Linked DNA regions of Mus musculus: region 1 is linked to region 2. A link is a contact called in public HiChIP or PLAC-seq data. All regions are on one chromosome and are shown on one strand. Each heading gives the region's core, a stretch centred on a gene start, on an enhancer-like site or on the middle of the called end of the contact. The rest is flanking DNA. Distances are from core to core; before and after follow the strand shown. Region 1 has its middle 26 kb from the start of Gm36841. Region 2 overlaps Tmem233 (transmembrane protein 233).

Region 1 (5,267 bases), core at 1,607-4,106, 330 kb after region 2:
ATGACTGGTACTTGACTCATTGGTTTTAATTGCCACTTAGAATGTCCTCAAAAATTACATTATGATTTGATTTCCCATTGAAATGGAAAGTCTCCGTGTATCTGCAGAGGCTCCTGAATTGAGCAAGGACAGAAATATGACCCCACTAAAGTAAGTTGCTATTTTGGGGGAAATAATGCCAATTACCCCCTTTTTCATCTTACAAAGCAACAAAAAAATCTTTGCTGATGGACCTCCCCTACCCCTGAAAATAGGAACACCCACATTTTGTCACTGAGACATGTATAAAAGAATTTTACAGTGTGCTGCACATAATGGAGATCAGATGTCAGCCTTGGGTCCCTCAAATGCAGTAAATGTCTCCTGTTTGAAGACAGGGTCTTTCACTGGCCAGGGGCTTTGCAGATAGGCTAGGCTGGTGGTCTAATCTCTGCCTCTGCCAATGCTTGGATCACAAGCATGGACCTCTCTGCCTGGCTTTTTATGGAGATCAGCTTGGGTCCTCATGTTACGTGGGTAAGCACTGTACCAATGGAGTCACCGCCTCTAAAGGAGTTTCTTGTTATACTATACACCAAGCCTGAGGCAGTAGAGATGAGGGAAACTGCCAAATCCTTTAGGCCAGACGGAAAGACTCTCAAGTAAAGGATGTTGAGACTGACTGAGGTACTGCGTGCAGCTGCTAAGGGGGTGTGCCGCCACTTAATTAGAAGAGGTTTTACTTTTTTCCCCCTTCTTAATTTCACCTCAAATAGTGGTGTACCTTAAAATCAATTGTTTTACATGTGATGAAATGCCATTGAATTCAAGCTAATTAAACAGGCTCTACAATTCCAACTTAATGATCAGTTAACTCTCCTGGTGATAATGATAATGAGCTGTATTTATTTGAATTTCTGTGTTGTACCTGTCTCCCTAAAGATGTCTCCTGAAAGGAGAAAACAGAAGGGGGGAAACAAAACCCTCCCCACTGAGAGCAAAGTATATGTGTATAGGCTGTATGAATGATCAGTAATGCTAACAAAACTGTGAGCACGCATTAACTCAAGAATGCTACTTCTAGGAAAGGAAGTATGGACGAGCATAAACGTTGAGCTCCCAGAACATTCATTTCAGTCTGCTTCATTTATAAGAAGGCAAAGGCGAGAAGCAGCCTAACCATGTAACGTGGGGGGCGGGGGTGGGTGTGGCTGCTCCTACATCAATGATGAAGTGCCCATCTGACAGAATCCAGTAGCAGGCAGACCTTTAAAGGGGAATCCTGAATCTGGGGAGGGGAAAGATGCTCGTGGTACACGATGCACTAGAGGAAGGATGCAAACTTACTTACTGTCATTTTGGCCAGCCAATCATCATGAGGGCAATGCCAGCGGGGCAGCCATAAACAGAATCATAGTTTGCTCTGTTCTCTGAATGGGGGCAGGGGCGTTGGTGTTTATTTTCCTCTAATGTTCTCATTTTGCTGCACTAAAATGTTTTATGGAGTTACAAAAAAAATATGATTAAGGAAAGGAAAGGAAATGGATGCTGTCCCTGCCCACAGACAAATGAGAGAAAGCTGTCGGTTTAGGCTAGTCTGGGGTATTTCTTTGGATGGCCACAGGCTCCTGCTCCAGTAATGACTTCGCTGGAAGAAAAAAAAAATCTAATCATTCTACTAATAAAAGCATTGTGGTGGGAAATAGTTTTAGTTCAATAATCCGAGAAGACAGTAGTGGATGCTCTGGTCTGTTTTCATTTGTGAGGGGAGTAAAGGAAAAGATCTACCAAGTCAGTAAATATTTGCTGCTTGGCTGGATATTTTCGCCTTTTTGTCTCTCTGTCTCTTCGCTCTCGCCGTGAACAGCTTCTCCGTCAGTAGGGTGTGTGTGGTGTAGAATCCAGATGAGGGAAGAGAAAAACTGGAAAAGAATCTGCTAGAGACTGAATGCTCCCGTTCCTCAAAGAACACCCATGCCTTGGGGCTGGAGAGGTGGCTTGGTGGTGATCAGCAGCTGCTGCTCTTTCAGAAGACCTGCGCTCATGTCAGGTGGCTTCTAAAAAAACGCAAGCTCCAGGAGATCCGATGCTGTCTTCTGGCTGTCACAGGAAACCACACACTCGTACTTTGTAAAGATCTGTACCTCATGCTCTCAGCCCCAGTGTGGCTGTGTTTGAAGGTTAGAACAGTTGGAATTGGGCCGTGTCTTACTCAGACTTGGGTGATGGTGTTTCTTGAACTGCCGTTGCTGGTTTGGGGGCTCTAGAAATTTGGGGTGATGGGGCATAGCTGGCAAAAGTGGTTCACTGGAGTGGCCTCTGGAGGAGATACATCCTTCTTTTGGTATTGCCAAAGAGCGAGAATTCACCAGCATACACTTCCTTTGTCTGGAATCCCGGTGACCGGGTGGGTGGTGATTTCCCCCTGGATGGGACCGAAGGTGTTCAACCACACCTCCTGGGCCCCTGGCTCCGGTCACAGTTAAAGGCTCCCACAGCTCCCCACAGTAGAGCTGTGTGGCTCTCAGTCACGTAGGAGCAGCACCAAGTCTTCCCACTTGCAAATAAGGTTTCCCCAAGCCAATGAGAGGTATCTGCTGTCGAACTCTGAATCACTCCCAAAACTGTATATAAATCCTATCCAGGGAATTGAAAGTGCGAGAAAACTACTCTGTCATCCGAGCCTTCTGTTTTAAGAACTGTAACACTTGGGAAGAGGTCTGCTCTCCTGAAACGCCATCTGAAGCTCCGCCGCACTCCTCACTGGCTAGTCAGCCTCTCGTTGGTCCAGCCCGACATGACTCAGTGCAGGGCAGCGCAGAGTAACTGAGTAGCCCGGAAGGCAGGAAGGCACGGCAGAGACAGGAGCCAACTGCAGCAGCAGAAGTGGTGGACGCGACTTCCCCTTCCTGCCCGCACACCCACACTCGCTTCCCTTCGCTGGAACCTAGCCCCAGGCTGGGCCAGAGATCTCTGTGGAAAGTCTCTGGTACAGAGGCTCACAAACAGGCATCCTAGCTGCCATGATGACCATGTGTCTCAAAGAACTGTTCTGAAACCACAAGACAAAACAGCCCTCTCTTGTTTCTTTCAGGTGTTTGGTCACAACAACGTGACCGTAACTACCATCGAGGGAGTCACGGAGCCTAAGTGAGTCATGGAGGTGGGGCCCTGGTTCCATGGTTGATGGCGTCACAAGGGTGGAAGCAGAGAATCCCTCTCATCTCCCCACACTGTCTGAGGACAGCATGTAGGTGACTGTCTTCAGCTGCAGAGAACAGTTCAGAAAACCCAAACTGGCCAGTACCTGGATCTCGATCTTCCAACTTGAGACTGTGAGAAAATAAACGGCTGTGTTTAAGCCACAGGGTCAGGCTTCCTCTGTGGTGAGGGGCTCTCTGCTTCCTGCCTTCTGGATGACAGTGAGAAGCCTCTTGCATGAGTCATCGGATGGGAAGGGAACCAGCTGGAGTCCTTCCAATCTTAGGTCTACCACTGCTTGACTATCTGACCATGGGCTATCTCCTTCACTACCACGAGTCCCGACATCCTCACCTGCCCAGTTGAAATACTGATTGCCTACTTACCATCTTGGGTATAAGAGCTAACTGAGGTAATATTATCTGCCATGACCTAACTATATCGACTTCCACTGAAAAAACCATCAATAGACGAATGGATGAAAAACCAAATGGTCTATGTGCTTAAGGATTGGGGAGATTAATAATGTAAAGATGTGGCTATATTACTGAAAGTGACATGCAGTTAATACAATCCCTATAAAAATTATAACATCATTCTTTACAGAAGCAGAAAATATCTTAAACTTTGGAAACACAACACCTTGGATAGTTCAGTCATAGGCAAGAACGAAACAAAATAAGCAACCAGAGGTACCACTGTACCTAATTTGAAATTATATTATATGGCCACAGGGTAGAAAAGAAACAGCATTGTGCTAGCACAAAACTAGAATCAGAGGTCAGTTAATAAGACAGAAAGTCCAGATATAAACCTGCACAGCTTCGGCTTCCCGACTTTTGAGAAAGATTCTTGTCAAATATTTTCCCAAAAACACACATTGGAGAAAGGAGATTGTTCTATACTGCCACGGACCGGGCCTAGTCAGCTTCCCTCAATCCATGGGAATCAGGGGTTTGGACAGATGGGCATAGAGTCAGCGAGAATTGACAGACGCAGGCACGAGAGTGTGCTGGATCTGAATGTAATTTGTCAAATGGAGCATCAGACCTTTTATAGAGAAGAAAATAGGGAAGTTAAGGTGACACGCCCGCAAGGTACAAAGAGGTTTTACCAGATCCTTACATAAAACAGAGGAATGCAAACATGAAGGACTGGCAGGAACCAGCTGGGATAAAATTCAATGTTAACATCTGGGATCAAAAGCAGCCCCACCTAAGGTCAGCTTAATCTTAGAAGTCAGGGGCGAGGACATCGTGCCCTTGCCTTAGTTCCTATTCTAGTCTATTGTATAGTCCACCTTCTCCCTAGGCCATTGTTAATTCCTGTGTATGGGTGTAACTCAGCTATCTATAGTTCTAAGTATCTACTCTGGTTCCTCCCTAGACCACAACCTTCCTTCTTCCTAGATAATGGTAAATTCCTGCATATGGGAGTAGTTTGCCCTGAGATTTCTAACTCTACGTAGTAGACAATAATGCTTGGTTTCTTTCACTATCTCTCTTACAATACTTGAGGCAATTCTTAATGTCACTGAATAGGCAACATTCCTACTGAATTCAAAGCCCAAGATCGGCTCAAGGACTGCCTAGGACTAATGAGGAATCTAACTTAGCTATATATCAAAAATCAATCCATAGAAGCACTTATAATAAAGCAATATTAAGGGAAAGCACACAGATCCATTTACCAACTAAAGCAAGGACATTGGAGCATTTTTTATACAGGATGCCACGGTTCCAGGAGACTTAAGTTTCCGTGAACTTTTCGACTCGGGACAGCGCCCAGGTTTTTGGGGCCTGTCACGCATGTCACTACTAGAGTGGATGTAGCAATATACAAAGGGCTCACACATGCTCAATGTGGGCTTATTTATCTCAATTATATGACAGAAATTTAAGGAACAGTTACCACTTCCAGGCTCTTTGTATGGTGTTGGGATTTATTTAAGGACCAGATAGAGCTGCTGGTCTAATAGGATTGAAGCATGTCCATTGAGACACACACACACACATACACACACACACTTTATGATTGTCCTATGGAGTGAGAAGAGACCTAAGAAACCTCATATTGTCCTATGAGGT
Region 2 (4,962 bases), core at 1,699-4,198:
GAGGGCTCATGGGTGATTGCAAAGCACATGGCTCTTCCGTCCTTGAGCTGAGAATTCGATGAGCCCAATGCAAAGTCACGCAGGTTATAATTTTACAGACAAGTAGTGAGGTAGTGAGGCGGTTATTAGAATGATCCTGGATGTTCCAAGTGTACCTTCACGTCTCCTATGCTCTGACAGCCAGGTGGGACCGTGTGACAGGCTTCTGTCACCTAATTGTGAGCCTAAGTGGGATTCGCTAAGGCAATAGGAAGTCCTATAGTTCTCTGATTTTCCCTACTCCCTGCCTTAGCCTGACGTCACTTCCTGCTCTAGAAATGAAGGTTGGAGAGGCATAGCCCACAGATAAAGCTACCTGTTTCTGTAAATAAGGTTTTTACCAGGACACAGCCACAGCGATTGTTCCCACACAGTCTGTGGCTGCAGCTGTGTCCTGGTGGCAGATTTGTGGTGAGAGAGGCCTTGTGGCCTTCGAGGTCCAGAATATTTACCACCATGCCAGAGCGATCCAGTCGAAGTGTGTGAGGACAGGCCCTGGTGCCTCAGATCGAGGACTGCCCGGAACAATTTACTGGGGAGATTTGCTGATGAAACTTTGCTTCTGGGCGTACAAGAACAGTTGGATCCCTACAGCTTGGGTCAGAACGAAGGGGACGGTAACTCCATCCTTGTTGGAATGTCCTTAGTTCATCTTCAGAGGGTATTGAAGGGTCAGATGTACCCCTTGGGCCCGGGTCTGATTGTTGACTTTCATATTCTACTTTAATGGTTTTGTGTATATGTGGAAACTAAGCAGGAAAAACTGATTAGGGTCATTCTGCAGGTAAACATGTCAGTTATGACTCAAGATGGGTACAGTCATGTCACGTTCTTCTCTAGATAGGACTGCTATAATACAGCTGAGTTATTGATAGTCTGGGTCTCAGAATGCCTGTGTGGGAAAGAGAGAGACCTTGAATATGCCCTGCATGGTCTGTGTAACAAGAAATATGAAGACCCTGCTTTTTTTTTCCCTCAAGACAGGGTTTCTCTGTGTAGCCCTGGCTGTCCTGGAACTCACTCTGTAGACCAGGCTGGCCTCAAACTCAGAAATTCACCTGCCTCTGCCTCTCAAGGAGAAAAGCTCTTACTAGCAGGAGGGTTTCGGGGCACCCACTTACTTCCTGGAGAAGTGCACCGCACAGGAGACGCCGATGATGACCAGGCCGATGATGATGGAGGCAATGGCCACCCACTTGGCGTTCCGCCCCAGCCTCCTGGCTCCTTCGTAGTCTCCATCATTGTAGCTGTTCAGAGACTGGGGGACACAAAGGAAGAGCTGGTGACCACAGACACTCTATACAGAAAGGCATGAGCCTTCTCAGACTGTCTTGATAGAATACTTCTTCTTCTTCTTGTTTTTTAAAGATTTATTTATTTTATGTATGTGAGTACACTGTTACAGTCTTCAGGAACACCAGGAGAGGTCATTGGATCCCATTACAGATGGTTGTGAGCCACCATGTGGTTGCTGGGAATTGAACTCAGGACCTCTGGAAGAGCAGTCAGTGCTCTCAACCACTGAACCATCTCTCCAGCCCCATAGAGCCACTTTTTTTTTTTTTTTTTTTTTTTTTTTTAGTCAGGGTTTCTCTGTGTAGCCCTGGCTGTCCTGAAACTCACTCTGTAGACCAGGCTGGCCTCAAACTCAGAAATCTGCCTGCCTCTGCCTCCCAAGTGCTGGGATTAAAGGCATGCGCCACCACTGCCGGGCTAGAACCACTCTTAAGGAGCCATTGGAGACTGCTCATCTCAGTGTCAGGCTGTCGAGAAAGCATTGTTATCATCTGTCCTCAGGAAGCCTTTCCTCAGTCCAAGGCTTCTGTATTTCCTACTTACCATACCCCCACCCCCCCATACAGAGACTGTATGAGTGGTGATGTTGGCCTCTCTCTTTCAGCCCAGTATATTGGCTTCCATGGCCACACTTGCCAAGTGGAAGATACTTAATGCATATCTAACCCCGCAGATACATATCTGTAGACATGCCCTGTCAAGACATGCAGGACATGGCCCTGTCAAATGCAGTCATTGCAAAGTATGTCCCACAGCCCAGGCCAGCTGGGGCCCTGCTTTTGCATAGCTCATTTGGATCGGACACAAATTCATTTGTTTGTAATCGCTTGTGACTGCTTTTGTGCTACAGTGACAGCGTTAGGGACTTGGGACAAAGGTTATAGCGTTTGTCAAGCCCAAGCTATCTGCTGGTTGGTTATTTACAGAAAACATCCAGTCATTCACACATTAAGAACTTTGGCTCAATTATTCATTTCTATGCGGAAGTCAGTGCTCTTAACCACTCTTTTTTTTTTTTTTTTTGTGGTTTTTCAAGACAGGGTTTCTCTGTGTAGCTCTGGTTGTCCTGGAACTCACTCTGTAGACCAGGCTGGCCTCGAACTCAGAAATCCGTCTGCCTCTGCCTTCACCTCCCAAGTGCTGAGTGCACCACCACTGCCCCGCACACTCTTAACCGCTGAGCCATCTCTCCAGCCCCGCCAAGACTGTCTTTTAACTGGAACACCCAGATGTAGCTTCTCAGGCTGTTAAAATGTTGCAACAATGAGAAAAGCTACCCAGGGAGCCTTGGTCCTTCTCCTTTAATCCCCCAAGAGCCACCTAAGATTGGGGGTGGGGGTGGGGCGGCAGAGGCAGAGAGGCCTGGGATCAGGACTTCAGGTTAGTCCTTGGTTCTAGCCAGCTCCAGCCCACCTGGGATCTAGTTGAGAAAGCACAAGATCTAGCTCATCTCATGGGTCAGATTCTATTTGAGCAGCTGGGATAGGTACAGGAGCAGCCAACCTTTCCAAGGCTCATTGTCCCTGTCTGAGAATTGGAGGTAGTAGTGGAAGCAGCTTCACACAGACGATTCAAGGAATTAACACGTGAATTGGACACTGCTTTTCCTGTGAATTGGCTGCAACCCCAGCCTCCTCTGGTATTGTAACCGTGGGGTCTTTGGGTGTGCCGGGGCGTGATCCTGAGGACCCAGGTTCAGACAGGTGTTTTAGATTCTTCACAGTCAAAGTCACTGCAAGGAGCATTAGGAATCCAAATTCCGACCTTGTGATCTCGCGTAGAGTTAGGAAGATTCAGACCCTCCACCCCTGACAGACAAATGATCATTCTTTTGTGCGTCCTTGGAAAATGTCTTCGAGATCAGCAGTCATGAAGACTTGAGCAAGAAGAGGAGAAATAATGAGATCCTCCAACAGGGTTAACTCTTGACTGTCTGGGCAAGAAAAGCTTTTGCTCTCCAATAGCAGTGACCAAATAAGTAGGGAGGATAACCAGCCTGGGTTACACTGGAAGGCAAACCTATCGTCAGGGCATCGCCTGTGGGCTCAGGAGAGAGTGGGTGGGGGCTCAGGAGAGAGTGGGGGCTCAAGGGAGAGATGGGGGCTCAGGGGAGGCTCAGGGGAGAGATGGGGGAGAGATGGGGGCTCAGGGGAGGCTCAGGGGAGAGATGGGGGAGAGATGGGGGCTCAGGGGAGAGATGGGGGTTCAGGGGAGAGATGGGGGCTTAGGAGAGAGTGGGGGCTCAGGGGAGAGATGGGGGACTCAGGGGAGAGATAGAGGTTCAGGGGAGAGATGGGGGCTCAGGGAAGAGATGGGGGCCTCTGGGCTATTCGGCTTGTTTGGGTCAGGTCAGCAAAGCCACAATGACCACCTGGCTAAGGGGTTTGAGTACCAGCTACGGATACATCCTTCGTCACCATCAGACAGCCTGGCACCCTGCGTGTGACTCTCCTCCTCCTTGGGTACCACCCTCTCCCCAAGATTCATGAGAGAGATCCTGAAGGCTTGAGACAGTTAAAAAAAAATAACTCTTTCAATGCCAAGGAGAATTTTTTTCTCTGTATATAGGACTTAGCTCTGCCTTCATTTCCCCTCTTGCCTCTTGGAGAAGGCTCTCCCTGGTAAGACTGCTAGGTGAACATAAAGATATTGGGCAGGGATCAGGGCAGAAGAGACTCAAGATTCCAGGCTAAGGGACTTCTGCTATGGGGCCAGCCTAAGGGTCATGTAAGAGTTACTTTGTTCATAGCTGGGACAAAGCACCTGACAAAGATAGCGTCAAGGAGGAGGAGGGGTTTACTGTCTGTCTGAGGCTGCAGGAGATCCGCGGTGGTTAGCTTGTTCACGTTAGGACAAGGATCAGAAACAGAGAGAAAGGGACCAAGAACTAGAGGTGGAGCAGAGATCCTCCGAGGCCCATCTCTAATGGCCTACCTCTGTACAAGTCGGACCCTTGTACTCCAAGTTTCCCCAACCTCCTCAGACAGCAAGGGGTAGAGGGCACCGAGTGCTAGACACTCCCATCTAGACATTTAACAATGGGAGCTGGGGACGGTGGGAGGGATCCTCGGGCCCACTCCAGTGCGGTGGTGTGGCTCAGGGACTCAGACATTTTGGACAAGTGCTTCCTACCCTGGCTGTAGTTATTTTTTTCTTTCAGGTAAGTGTCATTCTCAGGGGCTCTTGGCAGATGGGACAGATCAAAGTTGTAGAAACGAGTGTTAGAGAAAAGTGCATGGTTTATAAATCTTTTTCTTCCAAAGAGCTCAGAGTGCAAATGGCGCCCCTCTGGTCCGAAGGGATGAGAAAGGATCCTGGATGGCTTCAGATGACTAAGATGTTGGAGCAGATTCTGTCCTTCAAGCAATGGTCGTGTGGATTGAACTCAGGTCATCAGGCCTGGTGACAAGTGCTTTTACCTGCTGAGCCACCTTGCTGCCCTGGTTTATATCATCTTATTATTTTTTAAAATTATGAATGCAATTTGGATACATGCCAATCACTTAAACGCTACAGAAACAAACAGAACATAAAAACACCATTTAATCTTATATCTCAGAGTTATGTAGATTGGTATGTCTTTTAGATGCTTCACCCACAAATCCTGTGGAAGTAGTCCTGACACTC

Evidence for each region. HiChIP or PLAC-seq counts read pairs in DNA pulled down with a chosen protein or histone mark.
Region 1: an H3K27ac HiChIP or PLAC-seq map of embryonic stem cells shows a contact between it and region 2, with 5 read pairs. The contact joins two enhancer-like sites. A contact is called at or near these places in 1 of 484 Hi-C or Micro-C datasets (the Ba/F3 cell line) and 1 of 115 datasets of contacts at active chromatin or transcription factors (embryonic stem cells).

Annotation. Positions count from the first base shown.
Region 1 is chr5:116,378,500-116,383,766 of GRCm38.p6, forward strand. No RefSeq gene overlaps it. Among named protein-coding and RNA genes, the nearest start is that of Gm36841, 26 kb to the right of the region's middle. Within about 2 kb of position 2,857, at least 54 of the 459 cell types and tissues checked have an H3K27ac peak or open chromatin away from gene starts, as enhancers often do. A contact at or near this core is called in embryonic stem cells, where this site is marked.
Region 2 is chr5:116,050,158-116,055,119 of GRCm38.p6, forward strand. It overlaps Tmem233 (transmembrane protein 233), which reads right to left. Exons shown (of 3, transcript NM_001101546.2): 2 at 1,161-1,297. Among named protein-coding and RNA genes, the nearest start is that of Gm13842, 23 kb to the left of the region's middle. Within about 2 kb of position 2,949, at least 7 of the 459 cell types and tissues checked have an H3K27ac peak or open chromatin away from gene starts, as enhancers often do. A contact at or near this core is called in embryonic stem cells, where this site is marked.